2 separate regions of the Mus musculus genome follow, and region 2 is linked to region 1. The links are chromatin contacts, called in public promoter capture Hi-C maps. All regions are on one chromosome and are shown on one strand. The core of a region is the stretch at or near the end of the contact, and the rest is flanking DNA. Distances in the headings are between cores, read along the strand shown.

Region 1 (5,158 bases), core at 2,439-4,938:
AGCGCATTTGATCACACTGTGAACCCCAAGATCGTGAGCTAGAAAACACTTGTGTTGGCCCTCAGCCCTATCACACACCTTTAATCCAAGAGCTAAAAAAAGTCGACCCTGGGTCAAGAGGCAGACCTTGACCATGATAGGGAACCAGCCGACAGGGATGAGCATAAGTAAACAGAAAGGAGGGTCTGTGAGTCCAAGGGTATTTTAGACAGTGTGGGGAAGGAGGAGGAGTTTTTCCCTCTGGGATATTGGGAGAGTAGGAAGGTCAGCTGGGTGCCTCTCTGGTTCTCTGAGCTAGAAGCGTCTACACTACAGTGTCTGGCTCCTCAGTCTTGGTTTGGTAGACCAAACACCAGGGAGATTTTGTGTTTAAAAACAATAGTACATACTATGTTGTAGTAGCACACACAGACAAACCTCCTTTTCATGGCCCCATTCTCCACTTATTCCTTCCTGGACCCAGAGTCTAAGTTATGATGGAGGTAGAGTGTATTGGGGGTTGAGAAAGAGTCTGGGGCTAATAGTTTCCCAGGTCATGAACACACACACATACACACACGAGGGCTAACCTTGGCTGAGAAGTTTCCATTTCCTATGCTTTGCCCCGCTTTGCTAGCTAGCCCACTTCTAGCAGGAGACTCACAGAAATGAGCTCTTTTCTCAAGCTGCCTCCCTACCAAGGCTGGCTACAAAATGCCTGACAGTAAGGTCTGCAGGCCCAGCACTGCCCAGGTCTGACCACCTGCTCGGCTGCTGGCTGTTCCCACTGACATCTGGATGGCAGCCACTAGGAAAGGCTCTCTGCTCTCAGCCACAGGTCTCCCAGAAGATTCTCTGCCTTCTGCAAGCAAGATAAACTGCATCGGGAGTACCTCTGGGCCATGTGAGTAAGGATACCATCTTCTAGTATCTCAGCCTATTCCTTGACTGGCACTGCCAGTCCTCTGTGCCCAGAATCTCCCACAGAGACAGATAGGGTCAGGGACCAGCCCAAAGGTTTTACTGAACCCCCTTAAGACCCCAGCAGACTTTCCATCTCCTGATGGCCTGGCTTCTACCCTAGGCTTCCTCCTGGCTAAGCTGTCTGCCTCCCTAAGGGACTACTGCTCGCTTGCATATTCACTAGCACCTGCCATTCTGCTCGCAGCTGGGCTCTGGCTTCTGCTCAGTTCTGCAGACCTGGAGGCTCCCTTAAGAGTCACCTTCTGGGAGGAAGCAGAAAGCCCTTCCATGGTCTGGTCGTTTTCCTCATCCCGAAGCCAGGTATAGATGATACTATCGTCTCCTCCTGACTGTGGTCCTTTGTGTCCTCTCTCCCAGGACAGGGAACAGTGTTGGTCATCCTGAGGAAAACTACATAGAGTAGGCTGTACCCCACTGGCCTGCACCTTCCCTGTGTCTGGCAAATCTCAAATGTACCCAGTGTATGTGGGTGGGGGAGGGGTCACCAGAAAGGTTATGCAGTTCCTATGCCCTGCAGGGCTCAGAGTTTCCACCCAAGTCAAATACTTCTTGAAGGGTTCATTTTTGGTGCCAAATCCCTTGGTGCCCTTGTCATGCGAGTTCCCAGGCTTATCACCAGAAAAAAAAAATGTAGGTAAAAATGCCCACAGAGCGGGGCCCTTCTTAACCCAAAGACCAACCCCCAATCCTAACTAGGTGAGCTCCCAAGCCCACCCTGGGAACTCAGTTTTCATCAGAACCAACTTAGGGAAAGACACCCCTGTCTCCCCGGAAGGAATGCAACATTTTCTGACCTTGGCATTCTACACCAGTGGCTACACTGCACTAACCTTGCTCCCTGGGGCATGGACTTGAGTTCCTGGGGCCTGATGAAGCCCACCAGCCCAGAATCCTGAGCAGAAGTGGTAAGCCCAAGCAAGACTAAGGGTAGCACTAGCTTGCCCCCAGGCAGGCCCCTGGCCCTGGCCTCATGCTGACTTTCAGAGTCAGAGTCTGCCAGGTTAAGTTCAGGGAAAGGGCACCAGTGGGGGCTGGAGCCCAGTAGGCAGAGGACGCACCATAAATATTTGCAGAATGACTACATGAGGGGCAGGTGAGAAGGGCTTCTTGGAAGAAGTGCTGGTGGCCCTCGCTTGGTCTGGCAGGAGCAGGAAGCAAAGGCAGGGACTGTAGAAACAAGCCCAGAGCCAGAAACTGGTTTCCACCGAGCTGTTTCAAAATCTACCTGAAGAGGGGGTGGCCAACAGTCAGGTCACCTCAGGGATCCTTAGTCCAAGAGCTCACAGTTTTTGGTTTTTTGGTTTTTTTGTTTGTTTTTTTTTTTTTGTGAACACGGAGTTAGCTTCTCTGGCCTAGGTGAGGAGTGGCCTCAATAAATGGATACCCTGTCCCCAGCTCAAGAATCCAGAACCTGCTGCCACAGTGGAGACCTTACCTTGGCACTCCTTCTGGGCAGCTGGGCCTCACCCTCTCCCACTGTAGGCTGGTGCTTGTCTGGAGCCCAGAAGCTTGGTGCTACCTTTAGGCAAAAAAAAAAAAAGAAAGAAAAAGAAAGACCCCGGTGATTTTCTCTTTCAGCCGCTTTTCCCCAGAAGGTCCCTGATTGGTGTCATCTCATCTCTGTGGGCACAACCTCCCTGCCTGCGGCAGCTTACTCACCAATGTGCCTAAAAGCCTGCCAGTTGTGTGGAGGAGGTAGGGGGCCCACACCCCTCTGCCTGTCACACATAGGGGCATGCCTGAAAGGGGGTTTCAGGGTGGCCCCCAGCCGAGCCCCGGCCTGTAGCCTGCTCATTGGATGTGTCTTTGAGCTCAGCAGGGACACACATAGGAGCTGAACAGCTCTGCCTGGGAGAGTGATAAGATCCTTGTTAGAAAGGTGTTCTCTGGGCACTCAGGGCTGTCAGGAAGACAAGAGATGAACCTGCACACCCATGCCTATTAGTTTAGTTCCTAACACTTGGCCAGGCCTCAGGACCACGTCCTACCTTGGCATCTGGCCACGTCTCTGTCCTGTGGTCCCAGCCAGGGCTTGGGCCTGCCCGAGCAGGCAGCTGTCCTTCTGTCTGCTCAGGCCACGTGTTTGCTGTCCCTTCTCCCCAACATGCACTCAAGACTAGGCTGGCCCAGCATCGATCAGAATCAACCCCTGTCAGGTCCCCATCCCAGCTCTCTGCTGACCAGCGGCTGTCCTCAGATCTGGCTGGGCGCATACGCACTGTGACACACCCTCACCCTCTCACACACGTGGGTCCACACCCAGTACAGAGCCACCTACCTGCACAGGCCTGCCTATGCCAATCCAGTCTTGCTCTCCAAATACCAGTGACCCTGGAAGCCACACGTTTCCTTTTACAGAAAGATCCCCTTGAGAGGTGAGCGCAAAGGCAGCCCAGAAGGACTCCAGTCGGTGTGGACTAGACTCCCCTTCTCTCCCAGAACCTTCAGAGGACACACGGGCAGCCCGAACACCATGTCTGCTATTGTATTCTGCCAGCCGAGGTCTCTCCATGGGCACCTCTGGCTCCCTCCGTGCCTTCCATGTCCTTAGGGGGTAGTGGCAGCTTCCGGGCGAGTTCCATTTTCCTCCAAGCCGAGGTAGGGCGGGGAGAGTTAGAAGGGGCGGGCCTCAGGGACACCTCCAAGTTTTCAGCTCCCCAAATAATCAGATGCAAAGGGGGAAGGAAGAAAAGCCAGGGTGGGTGGGTGACTCAGTGGCGGTGGGCCGGCTTAGTCACCTGGATGGCTGCTTGCTGCTCCCGGCATGTCAGGAACCGAGCAGTGCCCTCCCCCCACCTGCTGTGGTCTGCCGCTGCTGTCAGGAAGAGCTGGCCGTGGAGCCCCCGGTGTGTTCAAGCTGCGGAGCAAGCGACAACCGCTCCCGCCTTCCTCTGGTCAATCGATCAGGGCCCGGCAGCCCCGGCCGCGGCGCACCCCTCCTCCACCGTGCACCCCAGCTCACTTTGGGATTTCTCCATTAGAATCTCAGGCAGCGACCTGCTCCTGTAGGGCGCGAGCAGCTCCAACGTTGCCTGGCAATTTTGATATCGTCGGGGGTTGCCATGGGGAGGAGGGTGATGTCATTGACACAAAAAAACCCACTGAATTTACAAATCAGCTGGGGCTGGAGCTATTTATAAAAAAACACGTTTCTTACTGCTTTCCTTTGCTGAGGGGGAGGAGGGAGAGAAAAGACTGAGGGGTGGGATTCAGAGGAGCCTACTGTAGTTCACCTCACCGTTGTTCCCCAGAAACCAGACCTTCTTGGCTCACAGCCAAGCCTAACCCCCTTCCCATCCGCGCCCCAGGTTTGCAGCTGTGGGTCTCAGCCCTGGCAGGCGTGGCCACACCTGGGCTGCACGTTCTCATCTGGTTTTGTCCTAAAGGGCAAAAAGGGTGAGGATGGAGGGTGGGGTACTCAGCTCTGTGGGTACCATCTTTCTGTTCTCCCCTGCTCCAGCATCGCCCCTCCCACAACTAGAAACAGTTGCATGGGAGGAAAGGAGACTCAGGATGCCCACCTGCTGGTTCCCTGAAGAGCACTCCGTAAGCATGGCCCCTCCCTCACTGTCTTGAGCCTCCTGCCTCCTTCACTGGTCATTTTCTCTCATGTCCATCTGGGAAGTGCCCAAATTCCCGTCTTAGCCAATTGTTTGCCTTTTCCCTTTTCCCAGGCATCATTCCATAATCTCTCTGTGGCTTCCTCTAAACTCTGCTGAAGGCTGACCTCAAACCTATGTGGTAGCTGCCCCATTGTGAACAGTCCAGCCCACACTGCCCACCACGTGTTCCTAGACCCACAAGTACTGCCACGAGAAAGCTAGAAGTCTTCTGATTCTAACTACCCAAGGGGGCACTAAAGTATTCACATCACTTTTGAACATTCATTCTTAAAATGTGGCTAACTCCCTGAGCTCTGAATTTTCAGTCTTGAGCTCACATCTCAGCTCTATTGTTCACTAATTGAGTGACTCTGGCCTGCTGTTTAATCAACTGAACCTCAGTGTCATCATCTATAAAATGGAAACAATTTCACCTGCCTCCCAGGATTATGGGAATTCCGTAGACAAAGCTGCCCGGCCAGGGACTGTCCATCCGAGAGCTTGGTAAACATCAGCATTCTTCTCCGTTGGCCTATGTCATTTATTGCTCATTCTTATCTACCTAGTCACCAAGCTAATCTTCTAAAACCAGG
Region 2 (5,049 bases), core at 1,448-3,947, 200 kb before region 1:
CCTCTAGGGCACTTTCTTAATTAGTGATGGATGGGGGAGGGTATAGCCCATTGGTGGTTGTGGGCGGTATCCATGGCCTGGTGGTTCTGGCTTTTGTGAGAAAACAGGCTGAACAAGCCATGAGGAGCAAGCCAGTAAGCAGTAGTACCCTTCCATGGCCTCTGCATCAGCTCCTGCCTACAGGTTCCTGCGCTGTTTCAATTCCTGTCCTGACTTCTTACAGTGATGGACTAAGATGCGGAGCTGCAAGTCAAACAAATTCTTCCCTCCTCCCGTTGCTTTTGGTCATGGTGTTTTGTCAGTGCAATTATAATTCTAGCTAGGACAGAAATTGGTACCAGGATAGTGTGTGTGATAGACCTGAGCATGTTGTTTTGGGGAGGATTGTGGAAGGACTCTGGAACTTTGAACTAGAAGTCATTACGTTTTCAAAGCTTAGTGAGCTATTCTGTGGGACATAAAATTGTTGAGAGAAATGCAGAGGATGGAGGCCTGGCTTGTGAAGTTCTGGAAGGAAGTTTGAGAGTCACTCGAAGACTCTACTGGGGTCATTTCATATTTGGAGTTAAGAATTTATGGTCCTGATTAGCTAGTGCTGAAAAGTCAGTTCTGATTAACAAAAGACCAGAACCACTAAAGTGAAACCTTTGCTTTGACAGCAAAACTGGAGCTTTGAAATTGATGCTGGAGCTGAGAAATGAGTGTTGTTTGGGAAGAGACCAGCATCCCTGAGGTGAAATCTTCTGGGAGGTGTTTCCTCAGTTAGCACTCAGAAGCTGTGCTACAGAGATAGCTAAGGCTGCACTGTGCTGACAGCGGAACTTGATCAAGCATAAGTCTTCCAGGTGCTGCTGGTTTTAAAGGTACGAATGGGTCATAGAGAGTAGCTGAGACTTGACATTGTCAGAAGCCAAGAGAGGCAGGCTCTTGGTAAAGGGTCATGGATTACATTTAATGCCCCAGGATTAAAGGGGCCATGCAGAAAAGCAGAAGTTTGGCACCATGAGGAGATCCCAGAAGAGGCTACTAATAGAAGTCCAGCTCAGCTGCAGCAGAGACCCAGCATTTTGGAGATAACCAGTACCACGGGAGGGCCACCAAGAACAGCAGCAGCAGGAGGTGGTGCTTACCAGAGCTTAGAAGACAAGCTGTGTGGGCTGTAGAGGGCAGAGCTGGAGAAGTGACTCAAGCCCCTTAGAGGAGCCCAGAAGGTCATGATTAACCCTAGATATTGGACATTGAGTTATTTACTCTGATGGAGTGTGGGTTTGATTTGATTGTAACTGTACCCTGGTTCTTCACTTTTCTTTCTTTCTTAGAATTCCAGAAGGTGCCTAGGGGCTCCACTCCCTTCCTCCACTAAGGTTATTCATAGCAATACTTGCCCTTGGTATAGCATCTGACTCAGACACACTGTGTGTGAAACCATCACTCCTCAGCAATCTCTTAGGCAATCTACAGCAGTTGCTTCATATACATACATATCTAGATATCTAGATAGATATCTAGATAGATATCTAGATATCTAGATAGATAGATAGATAGATAGATAGATAGATAGATAGATAGATAGATAGATAGATAGGCAGGACCCAAGGCATCCCTGGAAATTATTCATTGGCTTCGATTAGGGAAGAGAGTTAAACCTAGCAATAAGAGTAGGTTAACCAAGCTCTTTGTTTGTTTGTTTTTTCCAGACAGGGTTTCTCTGTGTATCCCTGGCTGTCCTGGAACTCACTCTGTAGACCAGGCTGGCCTCGAACTCAGAAATCCACCTGCCTCTGTCTCCCGAGTGCTGGTATTAAAGGTGTGCGCCACCACTGCCCAGCAACCAAGCTCTTTTTTTTTTTTTCAGCTTTGTGCATTATGCCTTGAAGAGGGGAAGAAAACAAACTTAAGATGGCATTTCAGAATTCTTTAAAGTCTTCCATTGAAAAAGCAAATTGCCCTGGTAGCTATGGGTCATGCGTAACTTCAACCATAAGTTGAGAACCATTGCTTACAAGCCAGGTATGGTGGCCCATGCCTTTAATCCCATCACTCTTGAGGCAAAAGCAAGAGTTCACTAGTAGAGTTCAAGTACTAGTTTAATGCCTTCCAGGCCACCCAAAGCTATACATACTGAGACCCCAAGGAAGGGGAGAATGGGAGAGCGAGAGGGAGAAGGAGAGCGAGAGTGAGCGAGAGAGAGAGAGAGAGAGAGAGAGAGAGAGAGAGAGAGAGAGAGAGAGAGAACAGGTTGGGGTGTAAGTGTTTTCAGATTCATGAGAGCCACTAGAAGTAGGGCCAACCAATCTGCCCACCCAAACACCACCAGTCTTCCAGGTTTGGTCCTTACTCTTTTATCTCCTCCTAGCTGGAGTTCAAAGCCAGGAATCCCCCTGTCTTGCTGTCTCCCTCAAATATTAGTAGGGAGAGGGCGCGCAGTTCCTCTCCCTAGCTTCTACGAAACGCTTCCAAGGCCTGGCAGGCACAAGTCACTTGGGTAAGACCTGGGACATGTCCTGGGGCCGGCCTTCCTACCTGCTTCTGCTCCTCGTTTAGCCCGTTGATATCATCGTCCACAGGCAATATCGAGTGGGCCCGCCGCGGGACAGCGAGGGGCGACGGTGATGGCCGCAGTCTCCAACTGGAAACTCGCCGTCCCAGCAGCCGGATTGCAGTCGCCATCTCTGCGGTGCACCAGGAGCTTGGACTGGTTTAGCTTACGCTCCACCAATCCTAGTTTCAACACTTTGTCCAATCAGGGAGGGGGTGGGGCTTCAGTAGCCAATCGTTCTCGGAAGCCAGCCGAAGGCCTTGCTGCCCTTGCAACCATGCAAGCCAATCAGCCGAGAGGCGGCAGCCAGCCCTGGCTCCTGTGCTGGCTACCTCCCGTACTTGTTTCCTAAGTGTCTTTCTTGCATACAAGAAAGTATAGTAGTATCTCGTGTTAAGATTTTAATCTTGAACGGCACAAGACTATCTTTGTGGGAAAGCAAGTACTCCAACGCAGATGCCTAATGTGGAGGGATAAACTGTCCAAACAGATCTGGAGGTGTGAAGGTCTGTTAAAGAATCTTTTGTTCTAGAGTCCCCACTGACTGAAAACAGCAAAATTTGCTTTGTTATGTAATAGGTTTTGGTTCCTCCTTAAGCGAAAGAGGTTGCCCAGGATTCTCTGCCCTCGGATTCTGTAAGAACGTTTTCTTATTGGGGTGACAGGGCAGGAAGAGAAGAATGGTGTTTGGGGTTCCCTGAAAAAAATCACTTGAGTGAAGATTCTGCAAACTAATTAGAACTTTGTGATTGTGGGTGTTGGGCTGTTGCAGATTCACAGCCAAAATTATATTTGAGTATCTTTAGTTCCTTTAAGTAGCCGTTTATCTCCAACCCACCTAACTGACCCAGTATTCTTGACCATCAGGTAGGAAATTTTATTTTAAATTAGTTCACTAATCAGAGACAGGATCTCTATGTAGCCCTGGCTGTCCTGGAACTTTTTGACTTTGAACTCAAAAGAGATCTGCCTGCCTCTCTCTTACGAGTGCTTCCACTACAAGTGGATAACACCCACCTGGAATTTATTCATTTAGCAGACTACTAACTTGTACAAACCAAGAACATCTTGTATGTCATCTAAGTATGTCATCAGATAATATCAGAGATTTCCCTGGAGTAACTCACCGACCAGTGTTGGCACAAGGTCTTTGGTAAGTACAGTCTTTGGTTTTGTGGCTAAGAACATATCCTGTAGCTATTCCACACTGGAGTACGTCATTAAGGGCAACCCGAATTTTGCTCATGTCATGGTTATTCGTATTGGCTTAAAATAAACTTAGTGCCTTTGAGGGGAGATCTGTCTTTTGTGTCCAGAAGAAGAAAGACTGACAGGAGCCAGGCTCTTATCTCTTAATCCCCTTTCCACTTCTGTCCAGGAAGGGGGCTTTGAACACATTGCTTGGATCCTTGCTGTGTCTTTTATCACCTGAAAATGAGAACAGTGTTCCCCACTACAATGTCATCATGAGGCATATTCACTGGGCAGGGGGTACAGTGCGATGTAAGGCATCCACTTGAGTACCCAAGGCTTTGGTTCAACCCCAGCAATCAAAATTATAATAAAAATGATTGCATACTTAATTATATGGCATAGCACTCAGAGCCACATGCTCATTTTTAGTTGTCCCTACCACATCTGACTTTTCCTACCTGGTCTCACATTCTAATTTAGCCCCTCCCACAACTGGAAAGAGCTGCATTCTGAGCCCTCCCTAAAGATAGGTCAAAAACCAATCACAGAGCAGCTTCTACACCTATAATCTCAGCCTTTGGAAAACCGAGGCAGGAGGATTGGAGTTCAAAGCCAGCCTGGGCTACAAGAGACCAGTAAAAGCATAAAAATGAAAACACACAAAATCACATTCCTCTTATTTCTACTCTGGTTGAAGTGACTTCTTTAGATATTTTGAGATTGTCCTAGATCTCTTGAGAGACAAGAGAATGGGTGTAATGAAGGGTTTTACAGCTAAGGCTGCTCTGTCTCTCCTCAGCCTCCCCTCTACAGAATGAGGGAACCTTGAGTCTTCGTTACTGACCTCCGTGTGGGATGTGAAGCGTTGCTTTATAGGAAATATGGGCCAGAAGCTCAAAGAGCAATGAAAATACTTGTAATAGAGGAGGCTCTACCACCTCACCCCTATTTTAACAGCTTCTACACCAGTCTGTTGAGAATTTTATTTAAAAATATTGACAATACATTCGAATGCTAAAACAAACAAACAAAAAAACCCGAAAACCTTTAGCATCCCATCTTTTCCTGTTCCTTTTCTCTCTGGAAGTAACATTCGTATTCCTTTCTTTGGGTTATTATTATGGTTTCTGTGAGTGCAGCTCCTGTAGACTGTGTGACACTGTGCACAAGGAAGTTAGAGGGAAGCACTATGGAGTGGACTCTTTCCTGCTGATGAGAACAGAGGTTTTTTTTTTTTTTTTTTTTTTTTTTTTTTTTTTTTTGGTTTTTTCGAGACAGGGTTTCTCTGTGTAGCCCTGGCTGTCCTGGACCTCACT

What was found. Capture Hi-C pulls out chosen DNA fragments and counts their contacts.
Region 2: a promoter capture Hi-C map of adipose tissue shows a contact between it and region 1. The contact joins the promoter of Ivd here to the promoter of Pak6 in region 1. A contact is called at or near these places in 6 of 39 promoter capture datasets (the 3T3-L1 cell line, 3T3-L1-derived adipocytes, liver and 3 more), 1 of 484 Hi-C or Micro-C datasets (stem cell-derived cardiac mesoderm), 9 of 115 datasets of contacts at active chromatin or transcription factors (bone marrow-derived macrophages, effector CD8 T cells, embryonic basal ganglia and 6 more) and 4 of 9 other capture datasets (adipose tissue, liver, macrophages and 1 more).

The regions. Positions count from the first base shown.
Region 1 is chr2:118,662,107-118,667,264 of GRCm38.p6, reverse strand. Pak6 (p21 (RAC1) activated kinase 6) reads right to left here and starts at 3,688. Exons shown (of 11, transcript NM_001033254.3): 1 at 3,242-3,688; 2 at 2,399-2,482.
Region 2 is chr2:118,859,642-118,864,690 of GRCm38.p6, reverse strand. It overlaps Ivd (isovaleryl coenzyme A dehydrogenase), which reads right to left and starts at 2,697. Exons shown (of 12, transcript NM_019826.4): 1 at 2,524-2,697. The coding sequence starts at 2,670. It overlaps Gm39913 (a long non-coding RNA gene), which reads left to right and starts at 2,837. Exons shown (of 2, transcript XR_866660.2): 1 at 2,837-3,692.